Regions from separate parts of the Mus musculus genome. Here regions 1 and 2 are each linked to region 3. Evidence: chromatin contacts called from public HiCAR-type and promoter capture Hi-C data. All regions are on one chromosome and are shown on one strand. The core of a region is the stretch at or near the end of the contact, and the rest is flanking DNA. Distances in the headings are between cores, read along the strand shown. Region 1 holds the start of Mllt3 (myeloid/lymphoid or mixed-lineage leukemia; translocated to, 3). Region 2 holds the start of Klhl9 (kelch-like 9). Region 3 holds the start of Rps6 (ribosomal protein S6).

Region 1 (4,649 bases), core at 1,970-4,469, 1.2 Mb before region 3:
AACAAACACCCAGCAGGCTATGGAGGGGGAAGCCTTAGTTATTCTGAATGTGCAGCTACCAAAATGTCTACTGTCTGTTCTAGTAGCTAATAGTTTTTTCATGGGCCTTCCCCTTCCCTGACAAACCCATATAGCCAAGGATGGACAGTGGCTAATTTTTGATGATTCGATTCGTTGAGTGTGTGTGTACCAACAACCTGACATAGTGAATGGGTAAAATTTACTTTAGAGTGTTTTATAACACCCTAATTACACCTGAAAAAGCTATTTTTTCCTTTTGTTCTGGCAGAAACACTTGAACTGCTCTGAAGTTCCAAACTAGCAAACTGCTGAGATGAGAAGGTTGGAGCCAGCTGTGGTCCTGTGAGGAGTTAGGCTCAGACACACAGGTCCTTTTCCAATCTCCATCACTGTTCTTATTTAACTTGATGTTAATCACTTTTGTGTTCATTAGAGTAACCCAATTTCATACTGTACTATACATCACAGTATGAATTTCAGTGGGATAATTTCTATTTGAATAAGGAAATGCTTTTATCATTGATGACTTTAATTATTCCTATTTTTTGCTACCTAGCATTGATGCCTGTCTTAAAATTTCTCTCCAGTACACTTTCATTGAGACAATGCCCCCATGCTGTCCAGGCTTCCTATGTAGCTGTGATTAGCTTTGAAACCTAGAGGCTCCTGCTTTAGCCTCCCAAGTGTGGTCCACCACTCTGTTTGTTTTGACTTACATTGTTATTATTTCAGAATAAATGGACAGGAAATGCATTTGCTCTCCCAATTTTATTGTTAACAGCGAACTTATTAAGACAGCTACAAATGGAAAGGCTGGTGTAAATTCCTTTGTTCAAAGTTGAACCTGGAGTATTCCGGGTTGTGCTTTCTTTTTCTTTTTCCTGGTAGAGAAGTCTTTTTGTTGTAAGGAGGGTCACATAAGGACGCTGGTGGAAGGGCTCTGTGCGCCATCTACTGGCATATTTTAAGTCTCCGAATTTGCAGACGGGGGAATTACTTTATATTGGGGAGGAGGGTTTAACGCATTTGAGAAAGGAAGGATGTTGGGGGAAGACGGTCAGATTCTACGATTTATTTGTGATTGCTGGAATAAATGAGAATCCAGCAAATATTACACGCACGCATGCACACACACACACTCACTAGCAAGCACATGGTCGAGGGGGTGGGGCAGGGAATCCCTCTTAATATACAAGTTCCAGTTCCTGGAGAGAAAACCAAGAGACCAACTCTGGAATCAGTGCAAACGCGGAATGGTCACCTTTCAGTTACTAAAAACATTCACATAATCTTCAGTTTTCAACTTCTTCATTCCAAAATAGTTCTCTGCAATTTGATTATTTGATAAACGGTGTAAGAATGCACAGTAGATAGTCATCCCTTGCTTATATCCCACACACAGCAGTTCTGTCTAACTTAGCGCTTACACAAACACACATGCATACAAGATGACATACTCTTACAGACTTGGTTGGGAAATATGTCCTTGGACTTCTGTTCAAGTTTCCCCACTTCTGGGCTGAATCCTGGAGGATGGGTGTACCAGTTTTAGGAGAATCACACTACTCGAGTTGGAAACGTGCTGCTTTGAACTTGGCTGGACCTGGTCCTGTCTAATCCCCATCATCTACTTTGTGAGCAGTGGGAAAAACTGAACGTGGTCATGGAGAACCTGGGACGCTCCAGGAAACCTCCTTCCCGTTATTCTCAAGTGTTCAATGCAAGGGCCGAGTTGTGCTTTCATGGTCTCCCGGCGAGAGGAAAAGAAGAAAGCAATAAAGTTGAGTCAGAAAGAGGAAGAGAGACAAAAAACACAGGGAGAAAAGAAGTTGGCAATCTGGAGAAAAAAAGATGGTGAACAAAAGATAAACTCTGGAAAACAGCCACCACCCCAAACCAGTTCAAAAAAGGAGTTAAGAGCCAGAGAGGTACAAGAACTTTAACGAAACAAAAGTCACACCCATCTTTCATTTTCGTATATCGTCTAGATCTTATCCGTTTCCTTTTTAAAGGTTGTCTGTGTTTCTAGAGGAAGCTAGTAACTCTTTTTTTTTTCTTTCTTCTTCTTCTTCTTCTTTTTTCGCTTCACGTATGGCTTGATATTCTACCCGTGGCCACTGAGACAAACTACAATCGGAGATGGAGCATTTGTAGAAGAGCAACTCTAGAACACTTCTGCGAGGGGTTGTCACCCGGGAGCCTAAATGGATTAATACCCAGAGATGGATTATGTTGGCTGTCACCAATATGCCTAAAGATTATAATCCAATTTATGCACATTATAGTCAGTATTAACTTTATCTATTTTAAGGTTCCCAGTAGTCTGGCGCGCCCTTAGAGAGAGGGCAGACCCTGATGCAACCCAGCAGGTTGTCAGCGAGGGGGAAGCCTCCTGAAGCAAACAACTGGGAAGCGGGTTCCCTAAGGCTCTGCGACGGGCACTCCCAGGTGTCCCGCCTCCACCTGGGCACGGTTCTCAGCCCGGGAACACCGAGGCGGGAGGCGTTTCCTAGGAAGGAAATGGCATTCTTGTTTCGCGTTCATTTCTTTTTTTCTTTTCTTTTTTTTTCTTTTTCTTTTTTAAAGTTTTCAGTGGCGACGGTGGGAGGGCGGGGTAGGTTGGTGGCTCGGAGTAGATAGGGAAAGGGATTTAAGGTTGCTGGGGGCTGTTCAGTCCCAGAGATTGCTATCAGGAGGCTTTTTTCCCCCTTCTTTTTTTTCTTTGGTAGCGTGGATTTCTCTTGCTCTCTGTTTAAATAAGTTTGTTTGGGTGTGCGTTCTTGCGATTTCAGCACAAACCCGCAAAAATCCATGGTGGAAAGTAAAAACAAGCCCGCTCCCCCTTCCCAAACGTGCTCACTACCGCCAAAGACTTGATTTAACAACCCCTTCTCCTGCGGCTGGGGGGCTCCAGGCAGTGGCCACATTCCAGCAGTTTTAATCCGTTTTTTATTGTAGGGAGAACGGAGTTTGCACAGGGGCCGGGATGGCTCCCCAGCTGGCCGCTCTCCCAGTGCCGGGCCCCCTCCCTCCATTTCCTCCCCCCTCCCCCATCAGGAACCTGTTACTTTAAGCGAGGCGTTCCAGTGTGGCGCTGCGGGCCGCCGGGGTTTCGGGGAGGCGGCCGCTGATTGGCTCTTTCGAGCTCCCCCTGGCTCGGTCGCTCGGCCTCCCCGCGCGCTCCGCCCCGCCCGCACGCCCTCCCTCCGCCCCTAGAGGCTCGAAGCCCGGGTGTCAGGCGCCACGGCGCATGCTCCGGACTCATCCTCTGGCCCCGGAGCTGCTGCTGCTGCTGCTGCTGCTGCTTTTGCTTTTGGGGCTGAGTTTAATAAGCGAGCGAGAGAGCGAGCACGGGGTGGGGTGGGGGCCAAGGCAGAGCATGTCCGCCATCTACCCTCAGCTCCCGGGCGCGCTCTCATTCATAGCAGCCTCTTCATGAATTACAGCTGAAGGGGGCGGGGGAGGGGGGGTACCACACAACACCCCGGCAAACCTCCGGGCCCCCAGGCATGGCTAGCTCGGTAAGTACATGCAAAAAAAATAATAAAAGCCCCCCTCCCTCTCCTCCTCCGCCCCGCGCCGCCGCAGCCCAGACAGCGCCAGCGCTCCGCGGTTCCAATTAGAGAAAGGTTGGTTTTGCTCGCGGGGAGCTGCCGCCTCTCCCTCCTCCCCACCCCCCCCCCCCCCGGCGCGCGCGCACACACTCGCACACTCGCCGCCACCGCCACCGCCACCCCCCCCCCCGCGCCTCCCGCCCGCCTCGCCTCTTTGCAATCGCAAGAAGCGCACTCACACTCCCTCTGGCTCACACACGCGCACACACACACTCACACCCGGTGGAAGGAGGCGAATAATAACTCAGCCATATTTCAGCCGCCGCCGCCGCCGGGAGCTGCGGGCACGGTCCGGGGACGCGGCGAGCAGCCTCTGCGGCCGCACCTCCGCCGAGCGCCGCGGCCGCCACGATGGTGCGTTCTCCGCGGCGCGCGCGTGAGCCCGAGTGTGCGGGCTGACAGCGGCGGGGCTGCTCGCAACTTTGCCCCAGCGGCCGGTGTGCGCGACCGGGGCTCCGCGGCGGTCCGCCAGTAGCCCTGCCTTTCTGCGTTTTGTGGCTTTCGCTGGGGGGGCGGGTGGGGGGAGGCTGGAGGGAGTTTGCGACCACTTTGGCTCTTGAAAGTGTGCAGCGTTGGCTCTGTTGGGCTGGCCTTGCTGGTCGTGGGGGGCTGTTCGCCGAGGGGTGCGGGGTGCTTTGAGTTGGGGATGCCTTGGCGTGTTTTCGTGCGGGCGTGAGTGAGTGTATGTGTGACGACGTTTCATTCTTGTGCACGAACCCCGTGGTAAGAAAGAACACGGGAGTTTGTGCCCATTAGCAGAGGCTGCCTGTAGTTTCCATTCCGCCTGGCACCGCGCTCCACACGCACGCACACATACACGTACACAAAGACTTCCTCGGCGTGTGCCTGTCGCCGCGGTACTTTCGGGGAGGGGGCTCGCTAGAAACCCCGGTCCCCTATCTCAGCCACCTCCCCTCCCACGCCGGGAAAGCGCCCCAGCATCCCCTCCTGATTGTCTCCTAATTTGTTACCGACGCGTTTGTTGTCGTGCTTGCCGTGGTGGTCGTGTTCTCC
Region 2 (4,843 bases), core at 1,803-4,302, 1.9 Mb before region 3:
ATTTAGCTTTGGATATTTTCCTCTCGACTGGATCACTCTAAGACTTCATTCATCCTTGGCTAAGTAGCTGCTGTCTAGTCCCTAACTTAGAACCTCTAACCACAGCCCTTCGGAAATGGACCCTCTAATCCCAGAACCACGTATCCAGGTGTCAAGATCAAACCTCGGAATCCTCCAGTTTCTTGTTGTGAAGATGCCTTCCTTTTGCCAACAGTGAAGATTACTGTAACTAAAATTGATGATCTGATCCTGCAGGGACAATGTATATCTCTAACACCAGTCTTGAGGAGGCCAGCCTGCATCACACATTGAGACTCTCTTTCAATCAAAACTATTAATAATTTTATGCTTCCTACTGAAAAATGAAAATTTCTGTGAGGAAAAACTAAGTCCCAACTGTTTAAACCATGTTCTACTTTATTTTGAAGACTAGCATGATCAGGTATTTCTTTTTGTCTGTTTGTTTTCGGGTTTTTTTCAAGACAGGGTTTCTCTGTGTCAACCTAGGTGTCCTGGAACTCACTCTGTAGATCAACCTGATCCTAAACTCTCAGAGACCTGCCTGCCTCTGCCTCCTGGGTGCTGAGATTAAAGGCGTGTGCCATCACTCCTGAGCCTTAGATGTTACTTGTAGCTTGAATAAACTGGACATCCATTCTTCATCTGAAATTACAAACACGTGAAATGTCTAAAAGTGAAACTTTAAATAATAAAAATATTAATTAAAATATGAAAGTAAATACTGGGCTGGAGAGATGGCTCAGAGATTAAGAGCACTGACTGCTCTTTCAGAGGTCCTGAGTTCAATTCCCAGCAACCACATAGTAGCTCACAACCATCTGTAATGGGATCTGTTGCCCTCTTCTAGTGTGTCTGAAGACAGCAACTGTGTACTCAAATAAATAAAAGAAACGAATCCTTTAAAAAAGAAAGTAAATACTTCTTTTTAAGTTAAATGTGAAGGTGAACATGATCTCATATGTGCTAAATACTAAGATATAATAAATGAAATTAAAAAAAAATATATTGGAATTGATATAATAAAGCACACGAGTAAATGCTATGTCTAGTGGGCCGATGACCCTAAGTCGATGCTTTTAACACATACCTGTTTAACATGACTACCAAATATTGGTGAAAGCAGAACAAAATAATCTTTTTTTTTTAAGATTTATTTATTATATGTAAGTACACTGTAGCTGTCTTCAGACACACCAGAAGAGGGAGTCAGATCTTGTTACGGATGGTTGTGAGCCACCATGTGGTTGCTGGGATTTGAACTCTGGACCTTCGGAAGAGTAGTCGGGTGCTCTTACCCACTGAGCCATCTCACCAGCCCCCAAAATAATCTTTTAAAATAGTTAAATGTTGGTGGCTGGAGAGATGGCTCAGAGGTAAAGAGCACTGGGTGCTCTTCCAGAGGACCCAGGGTTCAGTTCCAAGCATCTAGAGGATAGATCACACCTGCCTGTTACTCCAGTTGACATCCTCGCATAGCCATACATGCAGACAAAACACCAATGAACATAAAAATAAATGTAAAATAAACCATTGAAATATGAGGAGCATGTGTCCCTAATAACCATAAATGTTCATGCCTGGTTTCTCATTAACCTTGCTAGCTTAGTAGGGAAAGGACCGATGTCTTGAAGTTTGCTCTGGCACCTTCTCAGGAAGTGATCTTGTTCTTTCTTTCCCTACAGGTAGAAATTAATCTCTCGGAAGTGCCTCTTCACAGCCAGGTGACATGTCAGAGCCACTCAGGAAAGGCTTACCCCAACTCCTGAACCAAGCAGCCTCCCAGAACTTAGCTCCTGGGAAGAACTTCTCAAGACCATTCTCATTTCAACAAAGCTCTGGTATAACAGGGCACCTGGGGGGGGGGGGGGGAAGGAACGACGACCACAGGTTGTTCTACTAGTTTGGGGAAAAGAATGTTGTTCTACTAGTTTCCCGGGATTGCTGCAATTGGCCGGAAACCACCGGGAGAAGAAGGAAGGAGAAATAAAGGAAGATTAATCACCTATAGTTAAGTAAATTACATACATTTTTTTGGGGTCATCAACAGGTTGTAAGTAAGCTCTCTATATACCAATTTTGGAAAATCTTGAACTGGAAAAAAAAAATCCAGTAGGATACATGCCATTTAGAAAAGAGCCAGGAAGTGGAGCATAAGAATGTAAGTATATTCTTAGTCTGCATACAAGTAAACGCTAGAAGGATTTGGAACTTCGAGAACAGAGAACTACGGCAAATTATATACTTATTCTCAAATCAAAGTTAAAATTTGCCAGTAGCTAGAGAACTGCATGTTAATAAAAAATACTTATAAAAGCAAAGTTCAACACAAGGGAAACGCAAAGGGTAACTATTTTGGAAACATTGACTTGAATATTCTACCAAATATTATCATTATCCAAATCAGGATAACGTTTTGTGTTCAAATCATCTGCGCTTATTACAGAGTCCATAAGATAATGGAGGACATTTGTACACTGATGAAAACAGTGGACAAAGTAAACTATAACATGCTCAACTACTGGAAAACTGTAGCCAGTTAAAAATAGTGTTTGGAAAACAAAACCCTGAAAACCGTATTTATGAAGGCATTATCTCTCCTGCCAAATATTAAAAAAATGTATCATTAGGACCAAAATTTAGTGGCAAGTTAAATCTCATGTGTCTTAAATGTTAAACAAACAAACAAAAAACCTTTTACAATCAACATTTTTAATTGAGTGTGACGCAAACTGTAAAACTGTTCTTGAAGAAAATAAATAAATAAAACGATACAATGATTTCTTCTGCCAGGCTTCTTGTGTTTGAACAAAGGTTGCCTTTCGTTGCTGCTCTGGCAAAGACCTTAAGCGTAAATCTTGAAAAGAACGCGCTCTTGAAAAGCAAGCTTAAGCACACGCACGCGCATTCCTACAAGCTTACATAATGGACCCTGCACCGGCCTCGCTGGCCGGCCGGAACCCCGCCCCCAGTCCCGCCCGCGCCCTGCCCCCATCCACCGCCCCCTTGCCAGCTCAGCCGCGCAAGCGCACTAGCTGTGCAGCCGCTCCTAGCCCGGGGGATCCTGGGATTCTGCCTTTCCGGAAGGTCGGGCTGGCTCTCGGTGCTAGGCCGCCGTTCTAGGCCCAAGTCGGGATTCCAGGCCCTGCTCCAAGCCAAGTCCGTAGCCGCGACGACACAGCGGGGATCGCAGAGGACGCGGCCGCAGCTCGTTGGGGTGGCTGAGCCTTGGAGGGCGGCAGCCGGGGTGCGCAGGCCGTGACGGCCCCTCCCCCGCCCTGAGCGCAGCGGCGAAGGACGACAGCCCGGGACCGGAGGAGGTGAAGCGGTCACGTAACTGCCCCGGGTGATGACTCACCCGCTCTCCTGGCAGATTTGAGGTGCGTGCTGCTGTTGCTGCAGGGCGGACGTCGGTGTGCCCAGAGCGGTGCTGCGGCGACCGCTTGCTTGCCCTTGGTTCGGCGGCCCCGGGGTTTCCCGAGAGCGTTCTCTTTGTAACGTCTGCGGCCTGCAGCTCGCAGCGAGCTCCGGCTTCTCCCATGAAGGTGTCTCTGGGTAACGGCGACATGGGCGTCTCTGCCCACCTGCAGCCTTGCAAGTCTGGAACTACGCGGTTTTTTACCAGCAACACGCACAGTTCGGTTGTATTGCAAGGCTTTGATCAGCTCAGAATAGAGGGCCTACTTTGTGACGTGACGCTGGTACCTGGCGATGGAGAGGAAATCTTCCCGGTTCATAGAGCCATGATGGCGTCTGCCAGTGATTATTTCAAGGCCATGTTCACTGGAGGAATGAAAGAGAAAGATTTGATGTGCATCAAGCTTCATGGGGTGAACAAAGTTGGTCTGAAGAAAATCATTGATTTTATTTATACTGCAAAACTGTCTCTTAATATGGACAATCTTCAGGACACTCTTGAAGCTGCCAGCTTTCTACAGATCTTGCCGGTTTTGGATTTTTGTAAAGTATTTCTTATATCAGGCGTCTCTTTGGATAACTGTGTGGAGGTTGGCCGGATTGCTAACACCTACAATCTTATAGAAGTGGATAAATACGTAAATAATTTCATCCTGAAGAACTTTCCTGCCTTGTTGAATACTGGGGAGTTTCTGAAACTCCCCTTTGAACGGCTTGCCTTTGTGCTTTCCAGCAATAGTCTCAAGCACTGTTCGGAACTTGAGCTCTTCAAGGCAGCCTGCCGCTGGCTGAGGCTGGAAGACCCTCGGATGGACTATGCCGCAAAATTAATGAAGAATATTCGCTTTCCACTGATGACACCACAGGATCTCATCAACTATGTGCAGACAGTAGATTTCATGAGAACAGACAATACCTGTGTGAATTTACTTTTGGAAGCAAGCAATTACCAAATGATGCCGTATATGCAGCCGGTGATGCAGTCGGACAGAACTGCCATTCGATCTGATTCTACTCATTTGGTTACCTTAGGAGGAGTTTTGAGACAACAGCTAGTTGTCAGTAAAGAGTTACGAATGTACGACGAAAGGGCGCAGGAGTGGAAGTCGTTAGCGCCCATGGATGCTCCTCGATACCAGCATGGCATTGCTGTTATTGGAAATTTCCTTTATGTAGTTGGTGGCCAGAGTAATTATGATACAAAAGGAAAAACGGCTGTTGATACAGTTTTCAGATTTGATCCTCGTTATAATAAGTGGATGCAGGTGGCATCATTAAACGAAAAGCGCACATTCTTTCACCTGAGTGCCCTCAAAGGACATTTATATGCAGTTGGTGGGCGCAGTGCAGCTGGTGAACTGGCCACAGTAGAATGTTACAACCCAAGAATGAATGAATGGAGCTACGT
Region 3 (4,777 bases), core at 484-2,983:
ACCTACATGGGAAAGGAGGAGGCGAGTCTACTGTTGGAGAGACATATGAGCATGACCACTGTGCAGATTTCAATGGCATGTGTTGTAGTTCCAGCCACTTGGAAGGCTGTAAAAGGACTGTTCAAGTACAGAGGCCAAGAGGCCAGCCTAGGCAACACAGTAAGACTTGGTTTAAAAAACAAAACTCCAAGTGGACCACTGACCTAATACAAGAACTAAAATAAACAGGGACCAGTCTTTAAGATCAGATTGCGGTGGCACAGGCCTATGATAATCTCAGCACTTGAGAGGTGAAAGCTCCAGGATCAGGAGTCATCCCCCAGCAACACCGTGGAGTTTGACATCAGCCTGGGCTGCAAGGTGAAAGCCTGCCTTCAGATACCTCAGTATCACATGCAAGCTCCTCCAACCCCTCTCTCACTTGTGTGCATGTTTGATTCAGGCTCTCACTGTGTATTTCTGCCTACCCTGGAATTTACTATATAGTCCAAGCTGGCAAGAACTTGTGACAGCCGTCCTGCCTGTTTCCATAGTGCCAGGGTTAGAAGCAGGCATCACCAATGGCAGGTCTAACAATCCAAAATTTAAAAATAGGTCACAGGGTCTGGAGAGACATCTCAGTGGTTAAGACTAGTAGCTGGGCTTCCAGAGGACCAGCATTCAATTCCCAGAACCTTCATGGCAGCTGACAACCATCTGTAACTCCAATTCAAAGGGATCAGACCCCTTCTGATGTCTGAGGGCAGAGGCAGGCAGCCATACTTCCAAGGATATTGTATAAAGCAACAAAAATGTTCAACAAGAAAATCAACACACAAAATGTGATCGCGCGCGCGCGCACGCGCGCGCACACACACACACACACACGCGCCTTTAAAAGGAAGAAAAATATAAACTTGAAGACTGCACTCAGTGAAGCCAGCCAGTTATAAAAAGACAACTTCCATTTGATTCCATCACATGATGGACTTACTCAAAATTTTAGAGACAGAAATTGGTGACAGTGGTGAGCAGATGGGTATGATGTACATAGAGACTTTCAGAACAGCCAGGGTTTTATACAAAGACAGTCTCAGAAAAACAAAAGACGAGTTTGAACAGAACTGTGTGTGACTGCAGTAAACAAGCATGGAAATGGTGTTAATTTGTGTTTTGAAAAAAGAGCTGACAACGACGGTGCCGCTCAGTGATGAGCCCCGAGGCTCAATTTCCAATCTGAGTTGTCACCCCCAGCCCAGCCACAAAAGGGACAATTTTGGCAGAAGAAGAGCGAAAGCAGAGAGGCTCAAGACTCTGAGGCATACGATAGATGTCTGTGCTGGGTAAACGTGACTGCTTAGCCTCTGCGGTCCGGCGACTACAGGAGCCACTCAATCGCTGGGATCAGGACAAGATCCCGGATTGGAAATCTTCTGTACGGATGAGGGACCTGACAGCCAGGGCGACAATTCCGGTCGTGCTTTCCCATTTTAGGTACTACTAGAAACCAGGGTCGCAAACGGAGATTCGGCTCCTCAGTAGACCAGTCTGGAAGCGGCTAACCCCGGTGATAAACGACAGACCCCGTCACCAGGAAGGTCCAGGAAGCTAAAATGACAGCTCGCTGCAAACCGGCCTCTCCATAGTCTAGTTAATCTACGCCCGGAAGTAACGCCCCTCTAAAGTCACTTCCGCCGGCTGTTCTCGCGAGAACTTAGAGCGCTATGTGCCCTGGGTTAAGCGGAAGTCGGGCCTCTTTTTCGTGACGCCTCCCAGGCGCTCGGCTGTGTCAAGATGAAGGTAGGCGTCCCCGGCCAGGGCCGAGTGAGGCCGCCCGAGCCCGAGCGTGCGGCACGGCCTCGGTCCCAGGCTCGCATAAGTCCCGCACTAAGTGGAGAAGGATCCGAGGCGGGAGGGAACTCGTTTTGGCGGCCCTGGGACGCTCTGGGAGAGCGGATGGCGGGCGATTGCAGCGCCGCCGCGGTGGACGTAGCGCCATAGCGGCGCCCGGCTCCGGGCCCGGCACGCGCGGTCCCGAAGCCCCGCTCGCGGCTGGCAGCCTTGCGGCTCTCGAGCCCTCGCCACTCTGCTAGCGGAGGTCTTGAGGGTCGCCCGGCGTCCTCAGCATCCCACAGAGCTCCTGTAAAATGTCCCGTGGATGCGGCGCTTTGCCGGGCGTGGGATCCGAGCCTCGGACGCCCTGCGTTGTCGGCCCGGCTTGGGTCCCTAAGGTTCTCTCTTGTCCCCCTTTAAAACTGTAGCTGAACATCTCCTTCCCCGCCACCGGCTGTCAGAAGCTCATCGAGGTGGATGACGAGCGCAAGCTCCGCACCTTCTATGAGAAGCGCATGGCCACGGAAGTAGCCGCTGATGCTCTTGGTGAAGAGTGGAAGGTAAGGTTGTTACCGGCATCCATGTCCCAGCTTGGCGAGCGCAAGGGCTGTTTTGGGTTAAGTTTCATTAATAGAACCAAGTTTGGGGAAATGGGCCGAAAGGACATGCTTCTTTCTTGCTTGCCGTACGGAATTCAGGGTCTTAAAAAAAGCCTTTCATGTTCATGCTAGTAAAACCGGGGTAGTCAGGGTAAGTCAAAAGGAGAGAGATGGCTAGTTTACCTTAGTTGGAAACGGAGACAAAACGTGAGTGGTTGAAATTGGTCTCAGTTATTCTCCCTAGTCGGGTGTTGAACCTAAGAGGTTAAGAACCTGCACTTAGTAGGTTGGAACTGAACTAGTAAAATGTTGTTATTTTATGTTCAACGCAGGGTTATGTGGTCCGGATCAGCGGTGGGAATGACAAGCAAGGTTTTCCCATGAAGCAAGGTGTTCTGACCCATGGCAGAGTGCGCCTGCTGTTGAGTAAGGGGCATTCCTGTTACAGGCCAAGGAGAACTGGAGAGAGGAAGCGCAAGTCTGTTCGTGGATGCATTGTGGACGCTAATCTCAGTGTTCTCAACTTGGTCATTGTAAAGAAAGGTGAGGCTTTTGTTGAAGCTTGCTTGCTTGTTTATTGAGAGAGATCTGCCTCCTAGGTAGTGGGCATTGGCCCAAGAAGTTGTTTCCCAAGTGATAAACATTTAATGTCTCTATTTTGATTGTTTCTTTAAGGAGAGAAGGATATTCCTGGACTGACAGACACTACTGTGCCTCGTCGGTTGGGACCTAAAAGGGCTAGTAGAATCCGCAAGCTTTTTAATCTCTCCAAAGAAGATGATGTCCGCCAGTATGTTGTCAGGAAGCCCTTAAACAAAGAAGGTAATGGATTTGGGGGGGGGGTGTATTGTGCTACTGCTGCAGCTTTGCTTGCCAGCCCGGAGTCTGGCTTACCAGACTTTATGTTCATGGCTTTGGGGTTAGGAATGGCCAGGATTCTGAGATTACGAAGGCATTCTCATTTTAATACATTTGAAAATCCTTTAAAGCACTTGATGTATATGTAGGGGCTAGAGGACAACTTGCAGGAGAGGATTTTGGAGAGACCGGGTTCTAAGCTGGTGTTTTGGACTTACTGATGACTGGCTCTCGTATTTGTCACCTCTGGGACATAGATTATGGAAGTCAGGAAAAACACTTAAACGTAAGAAAAAATACTATGTGTTAGGCAGCATACTCATTAATGAAGAGTACAGCATCAGGTACACGATGTTACTGTGTCTGTAGGACATGGCTTGTATGTGAGATACAAATAACTCAGGACTGTGGACTTGTACATGTACTAATTAGAGTGGTACTAAAGGAAACGTGTAACTCAGTTGACAAGAGGTTTAAAAATGGTCCATTTCCCCTCATGGACAGAGTGGCTGACCTGTAGCAGAACTTGACTATCCCAGCTTATTTACAAGGGTCCATGAGCTGAGATGACAGCAAGTTTCTGTTCCTAAAGAGACCTGTAATGTGGAGTAAGTGTAAATTCAAAAGGCTAAAACAAATTTTAAAAGTTCTAATAGTAGGCAGAGTCCATCTAAAAGTAGGATTCAAGCATAAATGAAAAAGAATGCAGACCATAGGGTCAGAGTAATACTTTAAAAAAAGGTTTTGAGGACAACACAGGCCTTGGATGAATGGTGGGGGTTGAATGGGGCCTTAGGTGTGCCTGGCTTGAGTTACACCACTGCATAGTCATCCAGCATGGGTGCTGAGAAGTGATTGCTCATCTGGATTTTTAGGTAAGAAGCCCAGGACCAAAGCACCCAAGATTCAGCGACTTGTTACTCCTCGTGTCCTGCAACACAAACGCCGACGTATTGCTCTGAAGAAGCAACGCACTAAGAAGAACAAGGAGGAGGCTGCAGAATACGCTAAACTTTTGGCCAAGAGAATGAAGGAAGCCAAAGAAAAGCGCCAGGAACAGATTGCCAAGAGACGTAGGCTGTCCTCACTGAGAGCTTCTACTTCTAAGTCTGAGTCCAGTCAAAAATGAGTCTTTAAGAGCAACAAATAAATAATGACCTTGAATCTTTCATTGGCTTTCATTAATAGTGTAACTAGATAAATGATGGGAAAGATGAGACAGAAGAAGGAATACATCTATAGGACTGCTAGAATATGGGGAGAGTGATTATTTTCAAATTAATATGTATCGAGCTTCTACCCCAAGGTAAATAAATAACATTTGGAGACCATTAAAATGTAGGATGGCATAGAAGAGGCCTTTACTAAGATTAATAATTAAAGAAACACAGCCTTTAAAGTAAAAAACACACTGTGCCTTTGAAACTTGCTAAAAAGATTAACTTCTGTCCCAAAAGGTATCAGCCATGCGCTACCAGCCTCCCTGCCCCTACAGTGGCAGTGGCTGC

What was found. HiCAR-type assays count read pairs that join an accessible place to other places. Capture Hi-C pulls out chosen DNA fragments and counts their contacts.
Region 1: a HiCAR-type map of astrocytes shows a contact between it and region 3, with 4 times the contacts expected there. The contact joins the promoter of Mllt3 here to the promoter of Rps6 in region 3. A contact is called at or near these places in 2 of 39 promoter capture datasets (hippocampal neurons and pre-B cells), 1 of 115 datasets of contacts at active chromatin or transcription factors (astrocytes) and 1 of 9 other capture datasets (pancreatic islet).
Region 2: a promoter capture Hi-C map of adipose tissue shows a contact between it and region 3, with 3 times the contacts expected there. The contact joins the promoter of Klhl9 here to the promoter of Rps6 in region 3. A contact is called at or near these places in 5 of 39 promoter capture datasets (cranial neural crest, hippocampal neurons, liver and 1 more), 6 of 115 datasets of contacts at active chromatin or transcription factors (astrocytes, embryonic forebrain, embryonic stem cells and 3 more) and 2 of 9 other capture datasets (adipose tissue and liver).

What each region holds. Positions count from the first base shown.
Region 1 is chr4:88,031,977-88,036,625 of GRCm38.p6, reverse strand. Mllt3 (myeloid/lymphoid or mixed-lineage leukemia; translocated to, 3) reads left to right here and starts at 3,219. Exons shown (of 11, transcript NM_027326.3): 1 at 3,219-3,542. The coding sequence starts at 3,531.
Region 2 is chr4:88,720,717-88,725,559 of GRCm38.p6, reverse strand. It overlaps Klhl9 (kelch-like 9), which reads left to right and starts at 3,052. Exons shown (of 1, transcript NM_172871.2): 1 at 3,052-4,843. The coding sequence starts at 3,558.
Region 3 is chr4:86,854,323-86,859,099 of GRCm38.p6, reverse strand. It overlaps Rps6 (ribosomal protein S6), which reads left to right and starts at 1,733. Exons shown (of 5, transcript NM_009096.3): 1 at 1,733-1,779; 2 at 2,241-2,372; 3 at 2,744-2,954; 4 at 3,087-3,233; 5 at 4,145-4,777. The coding sequence starts at 1,774. The coding sequence ends at 4,398.